Regions from separate parts of the Mus musculus genome. Here region 2 is linked to region 1. The links are chromatin contacts, called in public Hi-C maps. All regions are on one chromosome and are shown on one strand. Each heading gives the region's core, a stretch centred on a gene start, on an enhancer-like site or on the middle of the called end of the contact. The rest is flanking DNA. Distances are from core to core; before and after follow the strand shown. Region 1 has its middle 29 kb from the start of Fbrsl1. Region 2 has its middle 12 kb from the start of Noc4l.

Region 1 (6,857 bases), core at 2,264-4,763:
TGAGAGCAAATGTTTCATACCACAAACTGTCCACGTCTAGCCCTGAACCTTCACTCTTGCTGAGTGAATGGGGGTGAATGGATGAGAGAGAAGAGAGAGAGAAGGAAGAAGGAAGGAGAACAGGGCACTGGCCAGAACAGGGAAAGTTGGAGAGGGCCGGTTGAGAAGTGGCCCAGCTGCTAGCTGCTGATACACAGACCATCTCCAGCGAGGGTAGCATCAGGTTGGACCACCAGTCCTGTTTTATGCTGTGTGGATCTGGTTTTATACTAGGCTGGGCTCTGGTGGCATTGGTGGAAGCTACTTGGGATCCTCACTGGTGGGTGAACTTCTTGGGAGGGTCAGGATGGACACCATGTACTGAGCAGCCTGGCCTGCTGGGCATTAAAGGGAGGATATAGTCCCACCAGTAACAGGAAGGGACTGGGGAGGGCTAGGTGCCAGAGTCTAAGGCCAAGCTCAGGGCTGTATCTCCTGTGGGACCCTGGGTCACCTGACTCTGTGCCTCCTATATCCTGCCTCCTCCTCCTTCTCTCTCTCCTCCTCCTCCTCTTCCTTGTTATCTCCTGTTGGGGACTGGGTAGGGTAGCTGTGCCCAGCTCATGCCCAGCTTGTGCACTACAAGGCCACTCACAGGAGGTGGGAACTCCATGAAGCCTTCTCTGAGAATCTGGAACGTCCCCAGGCTGGAATAAGCACCCTTTGTTAGAATGAGCGCTTATTATCCTCTTGATAATAGACCTGACCTGCTGCAAGCAGCTCCCAGCCTCTGTTCCACTGTTCCCAGGTCCCCTCTGCTGATAGCGATTAGCCCGTGAGTGAAGGACACACTCCTCGTGAGGAACAGCTGATTTCTCCCCAAGGAAGGCCATCAACTCTCTCTCGTTTTTCCCAAGCTTCCCACGCACGCAGCCTGGCTGCTGTCGGAGGCCATCTTGCTTTGCATCAGCGTGGGTGAGTTTGGTCAGGGCCGTCCCCTGGCTTTGGTAGCCTCAGGTGGACGTTGGAAGACCCGTTTCTCAGAAACAGGGAGCAGTGCTGCCTTACTGACCCCGGGAGGTGTTTTCCTGCCTGGACACCCTTCCCACTTCTACTCCACTGTCTTCCATTCCTGCCCTGCTTGGGCTCCCCAATTTCCATTCAACATTGTACCTAACGGTCACATCAAGGCCATGTGGCCTTCCATGGTGGTTGCTTTGAAAAGGAAGATTTGACCCAATTCTGGCTCAGAAACTAGGTGGGAAGAGTGGCCACTGTGGTCTGCAGAATTCCAGGAACATTATCTGTCTCCTTCAGGGTTTTATACAGACTTCAGTTTTTGGGAGCTTGAGGCATGTGGCTTGTGGGAGCATATGAGCCCTAAAACAGCAAACTAAACTCCTAGAACCCAGAATTTCATAAAAGAGTAGTTCTCAGGCTTGAACTAAAGCTGGGAACTGAACTGTCAGGACCACAGTGCTCTCATGGCCCCACCTGTCATGGCCAGACCGAACCTGTGCAAAGGCCTGCTCCACCTGATTTGAGGTTCACACTTCCATTCGAGACCCGTCTTCCATCTCTCTGTCTTCCAAATCCACATGAAATAAGTCAGATGTTTTCTTTAGGTTTCATATAGCCCGATTAGTCTCAAACTTGCTATCAGCTGATTGTCACTTGTTCTTGCTTTCTGCCTCCCAGAGTGTTGGTTTTACACACACACACACACACACACACACACACACACACACACACCACAAATACTTTTTTAAAAAGGGAACACCAGGCTAGGCTCTCCAGCCTGGCTGGCTGACAGCGTCTGGGGGTGGCAGCAGTGGTGAGAACGAACAGGAGTCTTAGGGACCTGGGCTTGACTGTCTTGCTGTCCTGAGACAGGACAGGGCATCTGTGGAACACTGAATAGTATCCCCAGGGAGGGAAGGATGAAGGCAGGTATGAGCTCAGGTTCAGGAGGTGGGAGGATAAACTGGTTGTTAACGACCCCGGAACAAGTGGTGCCCTGAGGAACTGGGAAATAGGTACCGAATCTTTAAGATATTTGTGGTGGCAGTGTGTGCTTTATTAATCAGGCGGTGAGCAGTGTTAGAATGGTGAACTGTGAAACCCTTTTCAGTATCTCTTTACTTTCAACAGAGTATTTTTTCCAAACTGAAAATGAAAGGCTTTGCCAAAGCACCCTGTTCTGCCTCTCAGAGTAGGACACAGGATTCTGAGATGGCTGGCAGGGCTGTAGATGAACAGGCATGGTTAGGGCTTCCAAGTGGGTATGAACACAAGTTTTTCTTTGAGCCGTATTGGTGTATACATAGATGCATATGTGCTCAGACTTACTTGGTCTCATATTCTTCAGAAGAGCTGTTTCTAAACTATTTAAAATTATATTTATTTTGTGTATATGTGTATGTGCGCACAACCCCATCTGCCTGCCTCTGCCTCCCAAGTGCTGGGACTAAAGGCGTGCGCCGCCGCCACCACCCAGCTCTAAATTCTTTTTTTTTTTTTTTTTTTTTTTTTTTAAGATTTTTATTTTTTATTTATTATATATAGGTACAATGTCGCTGTCTTCAGACACTCCAGAAGTAGGAGTCAGATTTTGTTACGGATGGTTGTGAGCCACCATGTGGTTGCTGGGATTTGAACTCCGGGCCTTCGGAAGAGCAGTCGGGTGCTCTTACCCACTGAGCCATCTCACCAGCCCCCAGCTCTAAATTCTTAATAAATACAGATTTTGAGCACACACACACACACACACACAAGAAACACTGTACAGATTTCTACAACTTCTGAGACTCTTGTCATTTGTTGTTTATGGTCTCAGAGTTTTTTGTTTTAACCTTTAAAAAAAATTTATTATTTATGTGTGTATGTGAATGTGTCTGCCTCCCCAATCCCCAATCCCAGCCCTGTTTCGACTGGGATAGCTGCAGCGAGTTATGAGGTTGATAAATTGGTGTGTCCATTCACAGAATGGGAGGCAGTGGGTAGGGGTGAGTCTGTCTTTGGGCATGTGTCCATGGTCCCTGAGCCCTGGGGTTCCACTAGCAGTCCCCACCATAGCCCTCATCTCAGGGAATTAACTGTCTTTATGACTTAAGGTCCCAGACCATGCCAACCCCTCACACACAGAGAAATACCTTCCCAGTATCCTGGCAAAGGCTGATTCATCAGATTGAGTGATTCCTCTAGGTAGGGCCCCTGCCCCTGTGAAGTCAGTGTAGCCTGAGGCCTGCTGTATCCACAGCAAACTGCTTTTTCCACCTAAGTCTAGTTCATCTTAATTGTGTCACAAGGAAGAATAGAGGCCAGATGCAAGGGTCTCAGGTCTCGAGAACCCAGGTATAAAGTCCTGGAATGATTAACCCAAGTATTTGGCCCTGGAACAATGCCTTCGTGGAACTTCAATGAGGCAGGTATGATTGGCATCCTTGCTTTGCCTACAGACAAGGCTACAGGGCACAGAGAGGTTATGTCGCTTATGTGGACTCCCACAGTGAGTGACCAGAACAACTGACCCCTGAGTCATCTCTACTGTCCTGTTTCCTATATTGCCTTTCACACAGGCCTACGGTTAATCGTGGTGACGACATACCAGATTCATTCTCCCAGAGAGCTTCCTCTTCTTCCTGAGAAGAGCAAGGTCCTGGAGAGATGGCTTAGCAGTTAAAAGCACATCCTGCTCTTGTAAGTTGATCTGAGTTTGGTTCCCAGCATCATATTAAAAAGCTCACAGCTGACTGCAACTTCAATCCTAGGGAAACCAACGTCCTTTTTTTGGACTCCAAGGGCACCTGTACTAATGTGCATGTACCCGTAAACATGCACACACATACATATAACAGAAAATAAAATCTTTTTGTTGTTGTTCACATAGAGAGACAAGGTTTCTCTATGTAGTCCTGGCTGTCCTGAAACTGAGGCTGAAACAGAGATCTTCAACAGAGACCTGCCTGTCTCACTTAGATTCCTGAATGCTGGGATTAAAGGCATGTGTTACCATGCTAAGCAAAAAAAACTTAATAAATATTAAAAGAATGCTGGACATGGTGGCGCACACCTTTAATATCAGCACTCGGGAGGCAGAGGCAGGCAGATTTCTGAGTTTGAGGCGAGCCTGGTCTACAGAGTGAGTTCCAGGACAGCCAGGGCTACACAGAGAAACCCTGTCTCAAAAAACCAAAAACAAGCAAACAAACAATACACACACACACACACACACACACACACACACACACACATGGACAAGCAAGTCTTGATTTAAGAAGGACTTTCAGGAGCTGATGACATAGCTCAGTAGTGCCTGCATTGCTTAGATGAAGCTCTTAGATAAAGCTCTTCGTGATTCCCAGAACATACAAAACCAAGTGTTGGGGGAATTTACATGTAATCCCAGCCCCTGGAAAATGGAGGCAGTGAGATCAGGAGTTCAAGATCATTCTTAACTACAAGTTCAGGATAAATGGGGACACATGAGACACTGTCTTAAAAAAAAAAAAAAAAAAAAGATCTGGGCTGGAGAGATGGCTCAGTGGTTAAGAGCACGGACTGCTCTTCCAGAGGTCCTGAGTTCAATTCCCAGCAACCACATGGTGGCTCACAACCATCTGTAATGGGTATGTCTGAAGAGAGCAATGGTGAATACATTAAAAAAAAAAAATCTAGGAAGCCCCTTCTGGCAGGAAGGTGTGGCAGGTCCCGGGAAACCTGCTGAGGAAGGTCCCGGCCACTGCTAGCCAAGGTCAGTTTCAGAGCTTATGTTGAAGGCCCCTCCACTTATCCCTTCCCTAGCTTCACCTGGATTTCCTGACCTCTGGATCCTCAGCGGATCTCCAGAGCCCCTACTTTCTATCAGGTTCTTTTGTCTATTTGTGTATTTGTCTGTTTACATTGAGGTTTATTTAATTCTATATGTATGGGCATTTTGCCTACATGTATGCCTGTGTGCCATATGTATAAGTACTCAGAGAGGCCAGAGGAGAGCATCGGAACTGGAGTCATAGACAGTTGTGAGGCATCCTGTGAGTGCTGAGAATCGAACCCGGGATCGAACCTGGGTCCTCTGGAAGAAGAGTCATTACTTTTTTTTTTTTTTTTTTTTTTTTTGGTTCTTTTCGAGACAGGGTTTCTCTGTATAGCCCCAGCTGTCCTGTAGACCAGGCTGGCCTCAAACTCAGAAATCCTCCTGCTTTTGCCTCCCGAGTGCTGGGATTAAAGGCGTGCGCCACCACTGCCCAGCTGAGTCATTACTCTTAATCTCTTCTGCCCTATTCTTTTCATTTGCTTCTTCTTCTTCTTCTTTTTTAAATTATTTATTTATTTTATGTATGTGAGTACACTGTAACTGTACAGATGGCTGTGAGCCTTCATGTGGTTGTTGGGAACTGAATTTTAGGATCGCTATTTGCTCTGATTGGCCTCACTCGCTCTGGGTCAACTCCACTCTCTCAGTCCCTGCTTGCTCGCTCGGGCCTAAATATTTATTTATTATTATATGTAAGTATACTGTAGCTGTCTCCTGACACACCAGAAGAGGGTGTCAGATCTCGTTGATGGGTGGTTGTGAGCCACCATGTGGTTGCTGGGATTTGAACTCAGGACATTGGGAAGAGCAGTCAAGGCTCTTACCCGCTGAGCCATCTCACCAGCCCTCCTTTGCTCCTTTAATGAGTCTCAGATGTGATTGACTTTTTCAAATAGTCATTGTGGGTCAGTGGGGAAAAGGGATCAAACTGCAAGACTTCCTCTTTGGATTGTATATAGAGGAGGTCAGAGGGACAAGTGACTCCTGTGACTCCTGTGAGACAGACTTCCTGTGCTGCTGTAGAGTCGCCTGAGACCTTATCTGCAAGTGCGACATGCCCGAGTACTTCCTGAAGACCGGCACTCACAGTTAATTTCGCCATCCTGCGTTTCCACGTGGATGTGCGAGTATTTACACTGTTGGAACTCTGTTTTCCTTGTTGGACCCTGACCAATACATTTCCCTGCATGGGTTTTGATGGAAGAGAACTCAACCTCCAATGCAAGGGAGCCCCACTCTGTTGGCCCAGGAACAAGGAAGGGGGAGATCATTAGATATTTGCAATTATTATTATTATTACTAAGTATTATTATTATTATTATTTGAGACAGGGTTTCTCTGTGTAGCCCTGGCTGTCCTGGAACTCACTCTGTAGACCAGGTTGGCCTCGAACTCAGAAATCTACCTGCCTCTGCCTCCCAAATGCTGGGATTAAAGGCATGTGCCACCACCACACTTGGTCAATTATTTCTTAATTCAAGTAAAGGGGAACTGGCCGTGGTGGCTCACACGTGCGATCTCAGCTTTTAGGAGGCTGAGAAGGAGGATTACAAGTTTGAAGGCATCTTGGGCTACAATGTGGGGCCTTGTCTCGAGAACAAACAAAATAACAACAAGCAGGGGCTGGAGAAGTGTCTCCATACTTAAGAGCCTTTGCTGCTCTTGCAGAAGACGGACATTGTGAGTCATAACTACCTGTAATTCCAGTTCTAGGAGATCTCGCATCCTCTGTTCTGGGGTCCATGGGCACACACACATACCAGGTATGTGTACATGTATGAAGGCAAAATGATCATATGTGTAAAAGAAATTTTAAAACATCTTAACCACAAATCGAAAAGAACAATCTTGAATGGATTTCAGGTGCCAGAGTTCTCCTATCTAAGAGGATTACAGGAATGGGGAATCAAAATCGTGATTTTTAAAATCTAGATAGACCCAACAGGAACAAAACATAGAGTCCTAGTCTTAAGAAAGCTACTAAATTATTGTGACCTGCTAAGGATAATTAAAAAAAAAAACCATACAAGTTTGTACCTTCTCTTACCCATTTGATACTGAT
Region 2 (6,787 bases), core at 128-2,627, 160 kb after region 1:
ATTGCACATTGAAAAGGGAGACTTGTTAACGCACAATAACTACTCAGTAGATGGGGCTGCAGTGAGCCCCTTATATTCATTCCTCTAAGACTCAAGAAGAGAGGGGGCTGGAGAGATGGCTCCGTGGTTAAGAGCACTGACTGCTCTTCCCATGGTAGCTCACAACCATCTGCAATAGGATCTGATACCCTCTTCTGGTGTATCTGAAGATAGCAACAGTGTACTTATATAAATAAAATAAATAAATCTTTAAAAAAAAAAAAGACTCAAGCAGAGAGGCCTCTCCTCTGCCTGTGTAGTCATAACAGAATACCTGAGAAATACTAACTAGGAAAAACAAATTAACGATCTGGAAATTCACAGTCAAGATGCCCTCAGTGAGGGCCTCCTGCTTCATGGTCACATAAGGTAGAAAACACACACACTGTTTGTATTCAAATGTTAGTACTGGTTCCTCGAGAGAGTCTCCTCACCCCACCCCACCCAGCAGACTACCTCGTCCTCAGGTGATACCATGTTGACCTCCCATTTTAACTGCCAATAAAAGGCTAGAGCCTGTGATTGGGCAGTGGAGGGGAAAAGGTGGGACTGGAGAGGGAGTAGGAGGCAGAGGAAGAAGGGGAAAGAGGACAGAGGAAGAAGGAGGAGGAAGCCATAATGGGCCAGAACCGCATGGCTGGGAGAAGCCGCAAGCAACAAGGGGTCTCATAGCTGGGGAATAAGTTAGTAGTATATTAGATTTTCCCAATCCACTCCCCTCAGCCCCATATAAATAACTAGGGCTGATCTCTAAAGGTGCACCAGGATGGAAATTAAACACCAAATGGGTCTAAGGGGTCTACAGACTGAGGCTCCCTCTCCAAACCCCAAGCAAACCTCAGCAACCAGTGGCAGCGCCCCTGCCCTGAGCTGGACATAGGCAGCGCCATAACATGGTTTGGGGGGGGGGGGGTCCCTGCGCCTACAGAAGAACCAAGGACCCTGGGGCACGACTGCCTGAGAAGCAGCCTGCAGTCTTCACAGCTGAGGATCAACAACTGAAAACACACACACACACACACACACATACACACACACACACACACACAATACAAAAAACCAAAATCTAACTTTCCAAAGCTTTCTCTCACAGGCACAGCTGGCTGATCTGGGTATCTCTACCCCGAGCAGGCCTTCCTGCGCTCGCTTTTCCTGTATCCCCCACGTCTAAACTGGACACGGAACAGCCAGACCTGCTCTCCCGACTGCAAGCTGCCTGAAATCAGTGCACATGCTGCCGACTGCAACCCAAACAAAAGCCAGAGAGAGGCTCAGAAGTCCCACGTCTTTCTACAGTTAGCCACCACCACCCACTTCCTGCGAATAAGATTCCGAGAGGACTGCAATGTCCTGAATCGAACACCAGGGGGAGACAAAGGTACAAGAAGCTCCAGATCAGGTACTGAGAATTCAAAATTGACAATCACAAAAATTAGATACCTCCTTTAATCCCAGCACTTGGGAGGCAGAGGCAGGCGGATTTCTGAGTTCAAGGCCAGCCTGGTCTACAGAGTAAGTTCCAGGACATCCAGGGCTATACAGGGAAACCCTGTCTTGAAAAACTGAAAGAAAAGAAAAAAAGAAAAGACTGGGCAATACAGCCTAAAGAAAACACAAGAACTAAAGGAATTTGTAGGTCATGCTAAGCAACAGAGAGAAGAAAATGAATACAGCCTAGAGGAAAATCTGGAACGAAAGGTACAGGATTCTATTGGTCAAGATAACAGAGAGAGGAACATGAAGGTTAGAGACAGGAGCTGGAAAAGATGCTAGAACAAAGAATGCAAAATTTCACAGGTCAGAATGAGCAGCAGAGAAGAAGAAATGAGAATTGGAAGTGAGACTTGGAGGAGAATCTTCTAAAATTAATCAGTCAAAATAAAATAGACATCACAATATCAGGATTACAACATAAAGAAAAAATAAGGTGAAGGGGAGCTCTGAGCAGGGGGTGCAGACACTTAAGGAACAGGAGGAGCAACAAAAGGAGAAGTCTGAGGCATGGGGGCAAGCTTTGGAGGAGAGGTTACAAAAAGATATTATTAGGTTGAACAAAACACCAGGATGACAGAGATACAAGCGCTAGAGAAATATTGGCACAGGGGCTGGAGAGATGGCTCAGTGGTTAAGAGCACTGACTGCAGCCGGGCGGTGGTGGCACGCACCTTTAATCCCAGCACTTGGGAGGCAGAGGCAGGCGGATTTCTGAGTTCGAGGCCAGCCTGGTCTACAGAGTGAGTTCCAGAGCAGCCAGGGCTACACAGAGAAACCCTGTCTCGAAAAAAACAAAAAGACTGGAAGGATGTGGTAAAAGCAATATGAGAACCCGGGTCACCTTTATAATGGTGCTTGTGGTGGAGAGAAGAAGCAAAGGAGATAGCCCAACAAAATAAAGCCAGAGGTAAGAATATTTCTGAAGTTCTGCTGCTTGGGGAAGGTCATTTTGCTGAGCTAGAAGTAGACGCTGAATATGATGAAAGCTTGATGTTATGTGCTAAGGCAGCCTTAAATGCTTGAGACGAAGTCGCAGAAAGAGTAGAAAGACTTGAACCTTTTTTTTTTCAGGCCAAGCAAGGTCTAAAAGAAACATTCCTTGACTTTTTCCAAAGGTTGTCTTTATCTGTGGAAAGAAGTACATTGGATCCATTAGTAAGAAAGTCCTGAATCAAGACTTTATCTTTTGAAAATGGGAATGCTGAATGCAAAGAAGTAATCAGACCATTGAAGGCAGGGTCAGCATCAATAGAAGAGTGGATTAGACATACAGTGGATGTTAGACCCCGTTCACCTGATATGACCTTAACAGGAGAAGCTGCCACTAGAGGCCTTGAGGCCATACAACATTTCTTAATCGTGGTGAGCAAGGTTATGTCAAAAGAAACTTCAGAGAAACTGGGCAGTGGTGGTGCACGGCTTTAATCCCAGCACTTGGGAGGCAGAGGCAGGCAGATTTCTGAATTCAAGGCCAGTCTGGTCTACAGAGTGAGTTCCAGGACAGCCAGGGCTACACAGAGAAACCCTGTCTTGGGAGAAAAAAAAAGAGAGAGAGAGAAGCTTCAGAGAAAACCAAATTAATTCCAAAAGGGAGCCCAAGCCTCCTGGGATATGCAAGAGATGTGACAAAGGCCTAGACACTGGACTAGGGAATGTAAATCAACAACAGACAAATGGGGTAACTCTTGACCAAAAAACTCCCAGGGTATGGGGTGGGGGGGGCTCTCGTAGGCCCCAATGCCAAACAGGAAAAATTCTCTTCCTCAGGACAATTAAACACCACTGTTGAAAATAGATATTATAAGACCAGATAACAAGGTTAAGACAAATTCTGTAGATAATTCGAAAAGGGCCCCAAACCAATATTTTGGCAAACTTCTATAGAAGATCAAAGGCCCAAGGTAAGAATACTAGTAAACAATATTGAGATCAAAGGAATGGTCAACACTGGTGCAGATGTCACCATTATCTCTCCGAAATCTTGGCCTGTAGGTTGGCCACTTCAAGAGGTAGACATCCAATTTCAAGGAGTTGGGACTTCATCTCCTCTAAAGCAAAGCACCAGATTTTAGATTTACAGGGCCTGAAGGTCAGATAGGAAAAGTAAGATCATACATGTTATAACAATGGAAAGCACAAATTAACATCCCTTCAACTTTGGAAGCTAGCCACACCAGGCAGGCTCCTACTTAAAAAATCAAACTAAGCCGGGCATGGTGGCACATGCCTTTAATCCCAGCACTTGGGAGGCAGAGGCAGGCGGATTTCTGAGTTTGAGGCCAGCCTGGTCTACAAAGTGAGTTCCAGGACAGCCAGGGCCACACACAGAAACCCTGTCTCGAAAAACCAAACCAAACCAAAACAAAAAACAAGCAAACAAACAAAAAAATCAAATTAGTTAAGGAATGCTATCCAAGACAGTTTCAGACTGTCCAGGATGTCCATAAATAAGATACAGCAGGGGCTGACTGAAAGATCCTGACAGAGTGTAAAAGGTCACAGAAACCCTGAAATTGGCAAAATAGATTTCATTGTTAGCAGAACTAGCTTCACTGATTTAGAAAAATAGAGGTGCACAATGCTCTGGCCGCTCCTTGAACCTGTGTGTCCGCCAATGTTCTGACCGTTCCTTGAACCCAGGTGTGTGCCCACTGCTGCACAGGTGTTTGTGATATTGGTTGCTGGGATAGAGTCGGAAAATCTCCACAGCAACCACAGTCAGGGCCAATCCAGAGTTACTGCACCTGCACCAGACTCTTTCCTTGTTTCCCTCCCACACCCATTTCTTGAGAAATCAATCATTTTAGAATAGACATTGTTTAGATCTGGAAATCCCCTACTCCCTCCTTCTCCTTTCCCCCTTGAAGACCTATAAAAACTGGGACCCCTTTCCCCTTGGGGTCGACTCCTACCCCTGCGTGGGATACGAGTTGTTCCCAGAGCTCTGGCTTTCCCCCAATAAAGCCTTGTGTGGTTTGCATCAAGTTTGGTCTCTTGTGAGTCCTTGGGGGTCCGCTATTATCCTGAGACTTGAGTGAGGGTTTCCCTTCGGCGGTCTTTCATGACAATCCAACTTTACATCGGGAAGCCACTGCTAATAAGACACCAACAGCCTTACCACTAAGGTAGTTCACTGACCAACCCATTTGGATTGAACAATGGTCTATGACAAAAGAAAACCTACAGGCACTAGAACAGCTAGTCCTGGAGCAGCTGGAGGCTCAGCGTGTAGAAGAGTCCACCAGCCCTTGGAAGTCTCTGGTATTTGTCGTTAAAAAGAAATCTGACAGATGGAGGATGTTGGCAGATCTCACAGTGATTAATAAGATTATTCAGCCAATGGGTTCCCTGCAGCCTAGAATCCCATTGCCTTCCTTGTTGCCTAAGGAATGGCCTATCATAGTGATTGATCTTAAAGACTGTTTTTTCACAATTCCTCTACATGAACGTGATAAGGAAAGGTTTGCTTTCTCAGTACCTACCTTTAATAGAGGTCACCCAATAAAAATTAATAGAAGCCCAATAAAAAGATATTATTGGAAAGTCTTTCCACAAGGAATGTCAAACAGTCCTACCTTGTGTCAATATTTTGTACCACACCCATTGGAGATCATTCATAAACAATTCCTCCTCAATCCATTATTTATCATTATGTGGATGATATCCTATTGGCTGGTTTGAATACAGATACCCTGGAGAGAATTTTTGATGAAAATGTTTGATGAAGTAAAAAAAAAAAAATCTTGCCTTGTTTGGGATTTAGTATATAGAATAAGTACCAAAGGTTAGATCACAAAAGAGTGCAACCCGGGAGAAACCAATCAAACTCTTAATGCTTTTCAGAAGCTACTAGGGGAGATTAACTGTCTGTGGCCTGCAATTGCTTGGCCACTCAAGAGCTAAGCAATTTATTTCAAACCTTACAAAGTGATAAAGATTTAATAGCCCAAGGCTGAAAATGAGTTAGCGGTGATGAAAAGGAAATTGCAGCATACACATCTAGATCGTATCAATCCAAAGATGGCCTGCACCTTAGTTATCTTGACTTCTACTCATTCCCTTAGAGGAATTCTTATGCAGAGGGAATATCTTAGAATGGATACATGTCCACACACACTAGAAAGCAAAACAAATGAAAAAATATAATGGCTATATGATGTTTTACTATAATTTTCTAAGTTTAGTATGTCCCAAATGCTGCATGGACATGCTTCTATTAAAAAAAATGCTTTTGTCAGGGCTAGAGAAATGGTTCAGACATTAAGAACCCAAGTTTGAGCCGGGTGTGGTGGTGCACGCCTTTAATCCCAGCACTCAGGAGGCAGAGGCAGGCGGATTTCTGAGTTTGAGGCCAGCCTGGTCTACAGAGTGAGGTCCAGGACAGCCAGAGCTACACAGAGAAACCCTGTCTTGAAAAAACAAACAAAACAAAACAAAACCAAGTTTGATTTTTTTCTTTTATAAAGATGTATTTATTTTATATATGTGAATACATTGTCGCTGTCTTCAGACACACCAGAAGAGGGCATCAGATTTCATTATGAATGGTTGTGAGCCACCATGTGGTTGCTGGGAATTGAACTCAGGACCTCTGTAAGAGCAGTCAGTGCTCTTAATTACTGAGTCATCTCCAGCTCCCCCGAGTTTGATTCTTAAGACCTACATGTCAGCTTGTAAATATCTGTAACTCCTGTTCCAGGAAATCTAATGCCCTCTTCTGGCCTCCACAGGCAGCAGGCATGCGTTCAGTACACAGAGAAACATGCATACAGACAAACATTCACATTGTCTTGTTACCATATCACAGTTCATCATCAAAGAAAGTCAGGACATGTACATTTTTTCTGTGAGCCCATGTTAGGTGATTGTGTGAGTTTTCTTATGGTGTCTGTATCCCCTTTGGCTCCTATAATCCTTCCCCTATCCTGCAGAATTTACCAAGCTCTGCCTGATGTTTGGCTGTGGGTCTCCGCACCTACTTCCATCAGTTGCTGGTGAAGTCTCTGACAATGATTATGCTATGAGTATAACATAATATCCTTTGGAATTAGGAATCTTTTTTTTTTTTTGAATTTTTTTCCTTTAATGACAGTCCTGCTTGTTTCTATCCTAGACTTCTGGACTATCCAGCATTTGATTTCCGGCCCTCTGGGCAGTATCAAGAATGGGGTTCCTCTCCTGGCATGGGTCTTAAGCTGGACTACTCATTGGTTGGTCACTCCCCCGTTTCTACACCACCTTTACCATAGTACAT

Evidence for each region. Hi-C and Micro-C count contacts between places; a contact is called where the count stands out from the background.
Region 2: a Hi-C map of bone marrow-derived macrophages shows a contact between it and region 1, with 30 read pairs. The contact joins two enhancer-like sites. A contact is called at or near these places in 2 of 15 datasets of contacts at CTCF or cohesin (the NIH/3T3 cell line and large pre-B cells), 14 of 484 Hi-C or Micro-C datasets (B cells, CD8 T cells, the F1.1 cell line and 11 more), 16 of 115 datasets of contacts at active chromatin or transcription factors (the HPC-7 cell line, bone marrow-derived dendritic cells, craniofacial prominence and 5 more) and 1 of 9 other capture datasets (embryonic stem cells).

The regions. Positions count from the first base shown.
Region 1 is chr5:110,473,583-110,480,439 of GRCm38.p6, forward strand. No RefSeq gene overlaps it. Among named protein-coding and RNA genes, the nearest start is that of Fbrsl1, 29 kb to the left of the region's middle. Within about 2 kb of position 3,514, at least 9 of the 459 cell types and tissues checked have an H3K27ac peak or open chromatin away from gene starts, as enhancers often do. A contact at or near this core is called in bone marrow-derived macrophages, where this site is marked.
Region 2 is chr5:110,638,329-110,645,115 of GRCm38.p6, forward strand. No RefSeq gene overlaps it. Among named protein-coding and RNA genes, the nearest start is that of Noc4l, 12 kb to the right of the region's middle. Within about 2 kb of position 1,378, at least 32 of the 459 cell types and tissues checked have an H3K27ac peak or open chromatin away from gene starts, as enhancers often do. A contact at or near this core is called in bone marrow-derived macrophages, where this site is marked.